2 separate regions of the Anser cygnoides genome follow, and region 1 is linked to region 2. The links are chromatin contacts, called in public Hi-C maps. All regions are on one chromosome and are shown on one strand. Each heading gives the region's core, a stretch centred on a gene start, on an enhancer-like site or on the middle of the called end of the contact. The rest is flanking DNA. Distances are from core to core; before and after follow the strand shown. Region 1 overlaps LOC106034209 (a long non-coding RNA gene). Region 2 holds the start of CNKSR3 (CNKSR family member 3).

Region 1 (5,881 bases), core at 2,920-5,419, 76 kb after region 2:
GCACCAATATGCGAAAGAACTTCTTCACAGTGAGGGTGACAGAGCACTGGAACAGGCTGTCCAGGGAGGTTGTGGAGCCTCCTTCTCTGGAGATATTCAAGGCCCATCTGGAAGCCTACCTGGGCAGCCTGCTCTAAGGAACCTGCTTTGGCAGAGGGGTTGGACCCCATGATCTTTCGAGGTCCCTTCCAACCCCTTCGATTCTGTGATTTCCACTGGACACTGTCTCCCATCCTTCTGAGCTGGGGAGTCCCTAAAACTGAGCACAATATTTGAGGTGTGGCCACGCTGGTGCTGAACAGAAGAGGCTAGTAATTTCCTTTAGTCTGCTAGCCACGCTCCTCCTATGGTAGGTATTCATAACAGCTCAAAATTAAACTCAGTAGGTGCCTAGTTTGCAAAGAGACTGCCCTCCTGGCTTATTTGCAACCTGGTGCCCACAGCAACCTCCAGGTACTCAGCAGGGCTGTCACTCAGCCACTCCATCCCCAGCCTGGCCAAACATGGGGTCATTCCACCCTATGAGCAGGACTTCAGTCTGCTCCCTAGTGCATTTCATGAGGTTTCCATTAGCCCTGTCCCCAAGTTTCTCAGGGCCACTCAGGACTTAAATTCTAGCATTTAGCTTGTCAGTCAGTCAAGTACCACCCACAAATTTGCTGGGGGTACACTGAATTGTCCAGGTCACCAGGAGGTATTTTTCAATATTAGATTCCGTATTAGTCTATGAGTCACTTTGCTCGTTTCAAGCCACCAGAGACCTAGCCTCCAAATCTTGTGGTCCAAAGTTTTCAACATATCTGTTAATCTGAGAATGCTGCAGGAGATGGCATAAGAAGCCTCAGTAAAGTTAAATTACCTTAATCTTTCCCTTCACCCACATAGCCAGTCGTTTCATCATACAAGGTCATTGTGTTTGTCAAGCAGGATTTGGCAATAGTAAATTGAAACCTGTTGACAGCTCCCAGTTACTTTCCTGTCATTCATGCATTTGGAAACAGACCCCAAGAGGACCCTGAGGTGAGCCAGCTAGTCTACAATTTCTCCAGACGTACCTGTAAACCGAAAGAGTCACATTTACTTGTGGTTTCTTTTTTGCTACTAGCTTCCTTGTAGTATCTCTATTGTCACTGTTAACATGCCTCACTAATTTTATCTCCAGTTACCTTCCCAAATTCATCACTAAACAGCCAAACAGCACTTGGCTCATCATTCATTCCATGGCTTACATTTCCACTTCCTATATACTTCTTTTTTTTGCATCGTAGTTCAATAACAAGCTCCTTCCTTATTAGTCAAGCAAGTTTAATACCTAAATTCCTGGCCTTCCCTTCCAGCCCAACAGGTTCACAACCTCTTAAGTTTTCTTTCAAAGTCTGTAAGCTCTCCCCAGCACCCTCCCACCTCATAACAGCCTCCCTTGGTATTCTGCTCTCCAATTCCTTATATGAGCCAAAGCCTGTTCTTCTTAGAGTCATGACTCCACAGTTTACCTGCCCAGCCTTATTCTGGGCTGTGAACTCAGTCATGTCATAGTCATTGCCACTGCAGCCCAAAATGCGATCTTACAGCCAGCTTGTGACCATGCATGTCAACTATTCTTCCCCGGTTCCTTGATGTCAAGTGGAAAGCTACCCCACCTGCCCTCTTTAAAGTGAACATCAGGAAACTGTCACTAAAGACAATCACAGCAGTCTGGGCACTGCCTGTTTTGCTGGCACAACATGCCCTCAGCAAGTGTCTGATTGGTAAGAGTCTCCCTTGAGGACCAGAGCCTGAGACTTCTCTTACTTATTTGTAAGAAGCCTTCTTCCCTTTGTGCATCTGGTCAGGCAGTCTAAGAGACCACCTCTTACCCCCTAGCCTTCAGTCTCTCTTCTGCCCCCAATAAGCCCAATTGAAACCCTCCATCCTAAGTCAACAAGTCTGTCTGCAATGTTTTGATTTAGTTTAGTTACAACTGCTGGTTTTGAGACATTTCTGTGTATACTGACTGATTAAAAACAAGTATCTCTATTTACACTATTTTACACTTTCAAAAAATACATTCTAGCTGATAACTGGCAGCTACTCTGTCAAACAATTGCACATGCACAGGGTTTTCTCCTGTAGAGTAGTGGCTGTTCAAAAATAGTTATAAATTGATTGATGTGATTTTTTTTTATTAGAGCTGGAAAATGCTCACTTGGAAAACTAGACGTTTGCAGCTTTTTTTTGACCTCAAATGCAAACCAGACTTTAAAAAAAGTAAAATAAATTTTACAACTACATTTTTATCGTCAAAATAAAGCGTTATAGGAAATGCAACACTGAAATTGTTAAGAGCAAGTTACTCCTAAAATGACCAGAACAGCCATCTTTTTACATTCTTAAATAATAACGTATTGCTAGCAAACTCACCAGAAATAACTATAATATGTCTTTTGCTCAACATGACTTGGAAAGCAGCACATACCTTTCCAATCAGTAACTCACGAACATCTCCCTGCATTTCCAGTGTGGAAGACCACACGGCTGCCCTTCTCTCCCCTTCCTGTCTCTAGGATACACCAGTGCTAAACAGCACACTTTCTGGTTGCCAGAGCTGAATCTATTTGAAAATATTTGTTTAGTCTTGGCAGTTGCACATGGGCCATAACACCAAAGATAAGACCTACCACACAAGCACATAGTTTCAGAAACAACATCCCCTCGCCTTCAGAGTTTTATAGGCACATTTGGCCATCATCTTAAAGCTTCTCAGCTTAGCAGAGAAGGGACTGGAAGACCCAGATATAAGAGGTAAGAGGTGATCCCTCCCAGCTTTAATCCCCAAAATGAGAAGGAAATAAGAATTCAACTTTCCTCTTAGCTTTCTCACAGTGAACAGGCATCATGTGTTCATCATGCTGATGGTTATTAGAAGGTTGCCTGTCAAAACTTACCAGAACCAGCACATTTGCTCACTTTCTGAAGGATTGAAACAAACACCAATGTTTTCAAGTAGTCTTACAGCAATCATGAACATTTATTACCTTAAAGCAAGCTTTTCTTTCACAACTTAAGGCCAAACCACAATACAAATCTCTCCACAGACTGCACATGGCCGTTGCCAGTACCAAAATAGTAGCCCCCTGGACAGGTAGAAACTCCCTTTTCTGGAGAATGGCTCCCTGCTCCTGCAATGACATGGAGATCATTGGACGTTGAGCAAGAAACTCAACAGTATATGACTGTTCTGCACAGACAAAAAGGCAGATCAGCCAGGCCCAAGCTATTGTGGGTGCAAACCTAGCATGCACTAGGGCTGGTAGGAGTGCCAGCCCCTGAAAAATCCTTGCAGGGCTACAAGAAGGGCAGGTTGGAGGTCCTGAGGAATACTCTACCCTCAAGTCACAAGAGAAGGAGGACAGGAAAAGTGGGATGCATCAGCAATATAATGATAATCCTTGCTGTGACCTACTGGCATGAGATCAGACAAGCAGATCGTTAAAGAAAAGGGATTTCTATTTTCAGCCCAACAGAGTGAGGCTGTTTTCTGATGTCCAAAGTGGGAGTTTTGATGTTTTGTGAAAACAGTTTCAACATCACAAGGCACTTTCTCTGGCTTGTAGGTTCAAAGGAAAAATGTGACAGGACAGGATAAAGAGCTTGATTCAGTCATGGCTGATAAGCATATGCTTTATGGCACCTGTCCTGTAAATAGGATCCTTCACCTTTCAGAGTACGCTGTAGATGGGGGACCACCTACAACAGAGGTTGGACAGGCCACTCACTTTTTTTTTCCAAAAATAAAGGATAATGAGAGCTTAGCTATAGGGCTAAAATACATTCATAGCAAACAAGCCTTGCATTCTTTCAATAGGTCTTGTCAGGTTAGCTGTATCAAGTTTACATGCCATTAGTTATTGTAGCCATACAATCATTTTTTAAACAGACATCTCTGTACTTTTTTCTTCTTGTCATTCTTTCTCTCCATTACAAGGATTTACTAAAAATAATTTTTGTAAAGTTATTTACATTTTAAATGTAGTGCACACTATTGCATTATTTTTCAGCTAACTGGAGCTAAGTTAGAGTTTAAATGCCACTCACAGTGCTTGACCTCCTCATCTCTAAAAGAAAATCCTTCCAGTTTTAATGAAGGAGCAGCATTGTGCACAAAGCAGATGATAGCTCTGAGAATACTTGACTGTTTTCCAACTTCTGGCATGTGCTGCTTGGGTGTTTTCCAGGGAGTTATTTTACTTCATTGTGCCTCAGTACCCATGTAAGAAATGAAAATAATGTTACCCATCAGCATGCTGTATGAACCAGATATTATCATTGTGGCAAAGTCAAAGAAAACACCCACAAATTGTTTTTGTGATTTAAACACCTTAAGAATTATATGCCTCTTTCATCAGTAAAGAAAACTGAGATGCACTTCTTTCATAGCACCATTTTTTGCACATGAGAATAAGGACTGCGCTTATAAACAGTAAGGAGTGATGTATGTTGTTTATCAGTGTAAGAAGTCCCAGCAGAGATGGCTTGATCACAGTGATTCTTAGCAAGATGAGCCATCTTTACATATACAAATGAAGTCCGTAAGTAATCGCTCTGCTTTCTTCTCTGAATAGGGACTCGGGGGATCTGCTTCCCTGGGGAGCTCTAGAGAAAGAAAGCATCAACAGTAGCTAAGAGAAATGATTATTTCCCAGTGACACAAAGGTCACTAAAAAAAATTCCCGTGATGGAAACAACAGATAAGTCACTTAAGTAATCTGGCAAGAAACAGATAAATAAAAAGATCCTTCAGAAAGAATTTGAGCCTCCTCAGAACCACAAAAGAAACCTGGATGCAACAAAAGAGTTTTATAGAGCATCTCCATTTACTATTTTCCTGCCCGAGGGCAGCTAAAAGGTTCACATTAGGAGCAACATTCAATAAATATTTAGCTTTTTTTAGAATGGACTTTCAGTGATCAAGAATTTCCTTTATATGGAATACTTATTCTGTCACATTGGCTAATACTTCACATACTCAATGAACAGCCATAAGTTTCAAGTTACTTTGAATTCATGGAAAAATAGCAGCGTAAGGAGAAAAAAAAATCATGTTTCCATGTGAAAGCATAACATGCAACTTCCTGCACTCAGCCCCCCTGTGCGATGGAACAGAATCAGCTAGCCCCCTCCAGTATCCGCCTGTCTGCTAGAAAATTAGTGATGAAGTATGCAGAAACACAACAATTAGCACTGTGTTATTAGATACTTCCTATCAAGAATTGGGACACGGACACTGCTTGTTCCAGCTGGGGACCCTTGGACCGATTCCCCAGGGTTTCCCTTCCTGTGGTGCCCAGGGGACGCCCATGCTCAGGGCCTTCTGGGGAGCCCAAGGAATGCAAATTCTGGCCCTGTACGGGTCCAGCCAGCTCCTGGCAGAGGCCAAGCTCTGCAAAAATGGGCCGAAAAGGGATGCCGGTGCACTGACTGCTAGGAGGTGGTGCTCCTGTGCTGCCTCCCCTGCTCCACAGGAACGAGCTGTGGGGCTAGAGGGATGAGAGAGGAAAAGTTGATTTCTCCCGAAAGAAAAAAGCGTGGGGCATGCAAGTCATCCACAAAGGTCTGCATTTGCCTGTTCTGCCCGAGCGAGCCGCTTACAGCCCTGCAAGCAGGCTCAACGCGTTTTTGAGCCGTCCAGCAGTGCCCTCCAGCGCCCGCGGCCGGCCCCTGCAGGGCTTGGGGGGGACCAGAGGCTTTCCGAACAGACAGAATTTGAAATAAAGCCTGCAGATAGCAACAGAGGGTCCCTAAGCGATGGAAAAGGTGCTTCATGCCCCCATCTCACTTGCACAGCTGAATGCCAGATCACCAGAGGACATCCTTTCCTGCAAGCACTATCTCCAGTGCTCTT
Region 2 (5,700 bases), core at 1,440-3,939:
TGGTTTTTTGGTAATTGCTTCCTGGAATAGGGGAAAGTTTCTATGTTTCTTTTAGTTGGGAAAAGGTGGGGTTTTGTCGTCTTTTTTTTTTTTTTGTAGTTGCTGTTTTTGTTTGTTTTGTTTTCAATTTAAAAGTATCAATTAATAGATGCTTGATTGTCAACAAATTCAAAATAGAAAAATAGTTCCTGAACTTCTCCGTTTTCCATTGAACATTAAAAATGGACTAAATCAGACCATTTATTTCCACTACTCCCTTAACTTTTTCCAAGATGCTTTTATCGTTGTATGACATGCATGCATCATTATCTGCAAAACCAATCTCCCCACTGCAAGTTGGCAACTCCCACCATAGTTATTTATGTCATTCTCCTAGAATACATCTCCACGGCACCACAGCACTAACTACAGGCAGCAAACATCACCAGCCAAAGCATTTTCTCCCATAGCTTGACCAGTTGAGTGAAGATCACGGTATTATGTCCCTAGATGGACAGTGATAGTCAAACAAAAGGCATAAGCTCCTCTCCAAACATTCTGTTAATCAGTATATTTATAAAACTAGCCTCGAGAATTGAAGATAATATTCATAAGTTAAAATACAGACTATTGGTCTCTTCTCAAACATAAAATGCAGTGGTTGTGAACTACATAGTAGTTAAGCATTTTGGCTTAGAAATAAGCCATGAAACGTAGTATTAATAAGGCTACTATTAAAGTGTCAATTTTAATGAGCAGCGATGAAAGTCTAACCAAAAAATAAAGTTTTCCACATCTCATTTCTTTATTACAATCTTGTCATGCAGGGAGTGACGTAAAAAGACGCCGTGCAATGAAGAAGTCAAATGCTTACCTGGAAACTGAAAAACAACAGCAGAAACAAAAGTCACTAGCAGTCTTTAATTTATTCCTTTGCATTTCAAAGGACACGCGTTAGCATTAGTCAGAAGATTCACCTTCCAACTACAGCCAGGCCTCAAATTATTCTGCATAACACTAATTGAGGGTCCAACTAAAGAGTTACCTGTTCAAGGAACCTGCAAGTAAAATAAATTATGCAAGAAAGCAAGCCAAGCATGCTCAAGTATAATAAAGCCTTTTAAAATGATTAGCAGGTTTACTCTTTAATCTGGCAAGGTAACAAACTTTCAGTGCCCAAGAGAAAAGACACAATGAGGGAACAGCATTATATAAATATTCCACATGCCAAAGCAAAAGGCTTATTTCATTGTAACAATGCACTCCTGTTTAAACCAATACCAATAGCAGAAAGAGAGGTCTTTCTGGGGAAGTTATTTAGATGTTAACGCACAACTTTGCAGCACGTCTGTGCGGACTCCTCTCCTTCCAGAGGCTGCGCTCACAGTCCATCATTGGCACCGGCACGCCCGGACACATGTTCACACTCAGGAGGGCTGGGAGTATCCATCTTGCTCTCTGTACGAAAACATTAGCCTGCTTTCCAAATTTGACTCAGTCTCGAACCAAACTCCTGCCAAGTGCTGACCACAGGCATGCAGTCTAATCAGCATTATGGTCCTGAGACATCGAAGTAATGGCTGCTATAAGTGAGTGCCGCTGCTAATCCAGGGGAGCTTTCAACTCTCAAAGCATTCGTAATTTTGCATCAACTTCAAATCAAGCAAAGCCTGGGAAAACGCTTTATGTAACAAAGGGTGATGGCCCTAAAACACAGTCCTGCGAGACAACAGCAGTCCATCCCACAAGTCACAAGCCTCTCACCTAATTCAGAGCTATTTCCCTTTTGATTTTCGCACTGCAGAGCAGGAACTGCGAGAGCAGTCCTCTAACTGCCATTCAGAAAGCACTGGCAGTGTCCGACCAGGCTTGACACAGCTGAAGCCAACACTGCCTTCACAAATAAATAAATAAATAAATAAAAACAGCCACCGAGCACGGCAGGTGACCCCCCCGAGGGACGTGGGGCACCTGGGGGCACAGCTCGCAGCCCCCACCTCCCTTCTCTCAGGAAACAGCTTCCCAGAGCTGCACCAGCGGACGGGCTTTGCGAACGCCTTGCTTAACTCGAGCTCTCCTCCTTCACTTAACTTTGCTTAACTTACAAGCCAAGGTGTTTTCGGCCAGCGGGCGGGTATCTCTCCGAAAAGCTGCAAGCCAACTCGCGTGGCCTATCGACCGGCCGGCAGGAGGGGAGCTGCCCCCGCCGGGCACGGCCGCAGGGGGACGGGAGCGAGCGCCAGGGGGGCTCCGCCGGAGCCGCCCGCCCTGCCGACGGGGCTCGCCTCGCCCCCGCACCCCGGAGAGGGAGGAAAAAGCGCCCGGGGCTCACGGGCACGGAGAGGGAACCGGCCTGGAAGCCGCCCGCTCCCGGGACGGGGCTGCGGCTGGGGCTGGCACCGCCGCGGCGGCGCTGGAGGCGCCGGCCCCGCTCGTCCACGGGGCCGCCGAGCCCGGCACCAGAAAGTTCCCGCGGGCCGTGCCGAGCCGTGCCGGGCAGCGCAGGCGCCCTTACCCTTGGTCCAGTCCACCACTTGCTTCGGGCTCCACCTGGTCACCGGCTCCATGGCGGGCTCGGCCCCGCCGGGACCTGCCCCTGCGGGACACCGGCACCACCGCTGCCGCCGCCCGCCGCGCTCCTCCGGCCGCGAGCTCGCCCCCTCTCAGGCTCCCATCCCCGCGGCCCCGCTCCCCGCCCGCCCCGCGCCGGCCGGGCCGTCCCCCCGGGCCGGCTCCTCCCGCGGGCCGCGGCCGGGCCCGCCCCGCCGCCGCTCCGCCCCCAGGTGCTGCCGCCCGGCTCCCCTCGGCCGTCCGGAGCTGGCCTGAGGGCCGGCGGGTTTCGGCCCGAGGGCCTAGCGAGAGCCGGCTGTCCCCGGCCCGGCGCCGTATGTGGAAAAGCGCCGAGGAGAAAGTCCCTGTGGGGGCTCGGGGTCTGAGCTGCCCTCCAAATGGCAACCCCCAGGCGGCCGGCCCGGCCCGGGCAGGAAATGGCCGCGGCGGGGCAGGGAGGCTGCTCCGGGAGGGATCGAGCGTTTGAGTAAAATAATAAATAAATACACAAAACCAACACGCAGAAAGTGAAGTTTTCAAGATCCCGGCTTCGAAAAGAAAACTGTGGTTTTCTGTGCCAGTACCGAGAAGCCTGCCATCACCTATCATGTCCCTTGTAGGCTGTAGCCTTCCTAAGAACAGTTCTGTCGTGGTTGCTTCAGTTTACTCTGCACATTTTGGATTAGAAAACTTTTATATACACGTACCGGACAGTGTGTTTCAAAACATGCTGAACACAGCCCCTGTAACATATGTGTCATGATGTATGGCATTATACTTTGATAATTAACACTTTTACGTAAACATGACTGAAATCTCTACATGGTGTTTCTGCACAGCACGCTAAAAGAAAGTGAAGTGGGGTCAAAAACAGATACAGATCCTCCTTTCTTCTGCAAAGCAATTAAATGTTGCCTTTTACACTGGCATTTCTTGTGCAGACCTCCAAAGTTCAGCACGATGACAAATGTGCCTGCTACGTGAATGACTCCAATAAAGCCAATAGTCAATAGACTGTAGAGACTTTAACAAAGGGATGATTTCCAGAATTACAGCAGTTTGTTTCTTTTGAAACTACTAAGTGTTATTTGTGCCTTTCACAGTCACAGTTGCTTTGTAGCGTTTATAGTTTTATATAAAACATTGTAGGGGTCGGTGTATTAACACACTGTGTACAAAAAGGCAAATTAAATTTCAATATATGCTGTGCAGATGTGAAAAAAAGCAATGTTTTTGAACTCTCAGAAACATATTTTTTTAAAACTAACATATTTTATAGGCTCAGGATTTCCGTGTGCAAGAGGGGGGCTGCTGTTGAGGTAGCTTTGTGCTGTGTGGAAGGGAAGGACGGACGGAAACGTGGGACATTTCTCCTCGCTGCGGTTTCTGAAGGGGTGGGTTGACCGTGGCCGGGCGGGCAGAAGGGTGGCGATTAGGGGGCCGCCTGCTGTCCTGCCCCACAACCAGGACCTGCCCAAGGGTGGCCTGGTGGCCAGGCACTTCAGTGGCGGCTCCGTGTGAGTCACAGCCCTGTGGCAATTTTAGCAGCCGCTGCAGGCTGCCATCAACCGCTCTTCTCCCAGTATTGGTATTTGGTTTATTTCTGAATCCTGCACTTAGAAGAGCCCTTGGGTGTGGTGGCCATTTCACCATAACAGATTATTTCTGTTTTTCTGTTCTCACTTGGGAGCTACAGTGAGCCGTCCAGTGTACCTCAGTCTCACTTTCCTCACAGGCATTATTTCACTTTTGCCCTGGCCACCTCCTGAGGGCTGTGTAAACCCTGGGAGTGTCTACTTAGAGGTTTAACTGCTGACCTCCATAGCTTCATGCTCAAGATACTGACCTCCACTGCTCCGCTCCCTTCTCCTAAATGCACCCGAAGACCATTTTCCATCAGTGATGCAGCAGGGAGACATGGAGAAAACATGTATTTTTATTACATGCTTCACTTAGTGGATCTGGCTCAGCACCAAAATCCATCACGAAGTCCTTTTGCAACGTGCAGAAGGGTCTCACTGTTCCTCAGTGAAGAAGAGCAGAGTGAACTCTTCTGTGAAAGGAACGCTGTGAAATTTTCGCTAGGCAGTGTCTGAGAGTGAGTAAGCAGCTGGGATTTGAGACTGTCCAGCACCCCAGTTTTCAGAGGCTCCCTTCTCCATCCATCTGCTGTCCCTAGACATATACTTGAAGTGTAGGGACGGGCAGTTCTGTGTATGGTTGTGCAGTGCCCGATGGGACTGGCATTCCTGCCGCGGCAGAGGGAGCCTGCCCTGCTGCAGAGCCTGGCCACGGAGTCAAGAAGTGGCACCTCACAGATTCTAGGTTTGGGAAGCAGTGGTGAAAAACAGACAGGCCTTTTTGCATATGTTCCTAAAAACTAGTCATTTGCTCCTCCTGTTTGCCACATGGTGGCTGAAGGTGAATTTCTAGTGCTTGATTGTAAAGGCAATTTGTTAAAGCTAAACTGTTTATTTGCTTTTTGGTGTGTGAAATACTATGCTTGTCAGTTCACCTCTCTGCATATTTGAAAGATTAAAATGCAGTTCACCACAACTTTAATATTGGTGGAGCAATCCAAAATTTCTTGATTCCCCATTGAAACGTGTGTCATTCACACTTCAAAAACAACAAAGCAGCAGCTCCCAACCCTTGCAGAGGCCCGAATGAACAGATGGGCCTTGCAATGTGCCCTCTTAATGGTTTCACAACAGTTAGTGTCACAGTGCTTCCGTCTTAACTACACAGATGCTTCCCAAGGTTGCAGGAAGGAAAGCAAATGTCTCTCACTGTTGGTGTTTGGAGCAGTCATCTGCTGTCATCCTTCTCTGTCACATGTCTTGGGCCAGTCCCCATGTCTTATTTGGATAGGATGAGCACCAGATTTTGTGAGTCAGACATGCAGATCTGGTCACTTGCTAGCAGATTGCCAATCTGATAAATCCATTATTCATTGTTATCATTTTCTATAATTTTCAAGATGACAAATCTACTTTTTTTGTTGCTGTGTTTTGTTCGTTTGTTTGTTTGTTTTTGTCAGCAGGACAATATTGTAGTGACTCTGGGTTCTTTGATTACATTATTATATCCCTTAACACCAACTGCTTTGCAGCCTGCTCTGGTCAAACGAAGTAAAGCTGAAAGGGGAAAGAAGCACATATTCAGTTTCTC

What was found. Hi-C and Micro-C count contacts between places; a contact is called where the count stands out from the background.
Region 1: a Hi-C map of granulosa cells shows a contact between it and region 2, with 1.9 times the contacts expected there. The contact joins the enhancer-like site here to the promoter of CNKSR3 in region 2. A contact is called at or near these places in 2 of 7 Hi-C or Micro-C datasets (granulosa cells and liver).

What each region holds. Positions count from the first base shown.
Region 1 is chr3:55,481,687-55,487,567 of Taihu_goose_T2T_genome, forward strand. All of the region lies in intron 1 of LOC106034209 (a long non-coding RNA gene), which reads right to left. Among named protein-coding and RNA genes, the nearest start is that of SCAF8, 21 kb to the right of the region's middle. Within about 2 kb of position 4,170, at least 1 of the 3 cell types and tissues checked has open chromatin away from gene starts, as enhancers often do.
Region 2 is chr3:55,407,071-55,412,770 of Taihu_goose_T2T_genome, forward strand. CNKSR3 (CNKSR family member 3) reads right to left here and starts at 2,690. Exons shown (of 13, transcript XM_048076890.2): 1 at 2,495-2,690. The coding sequence starts at 2,546.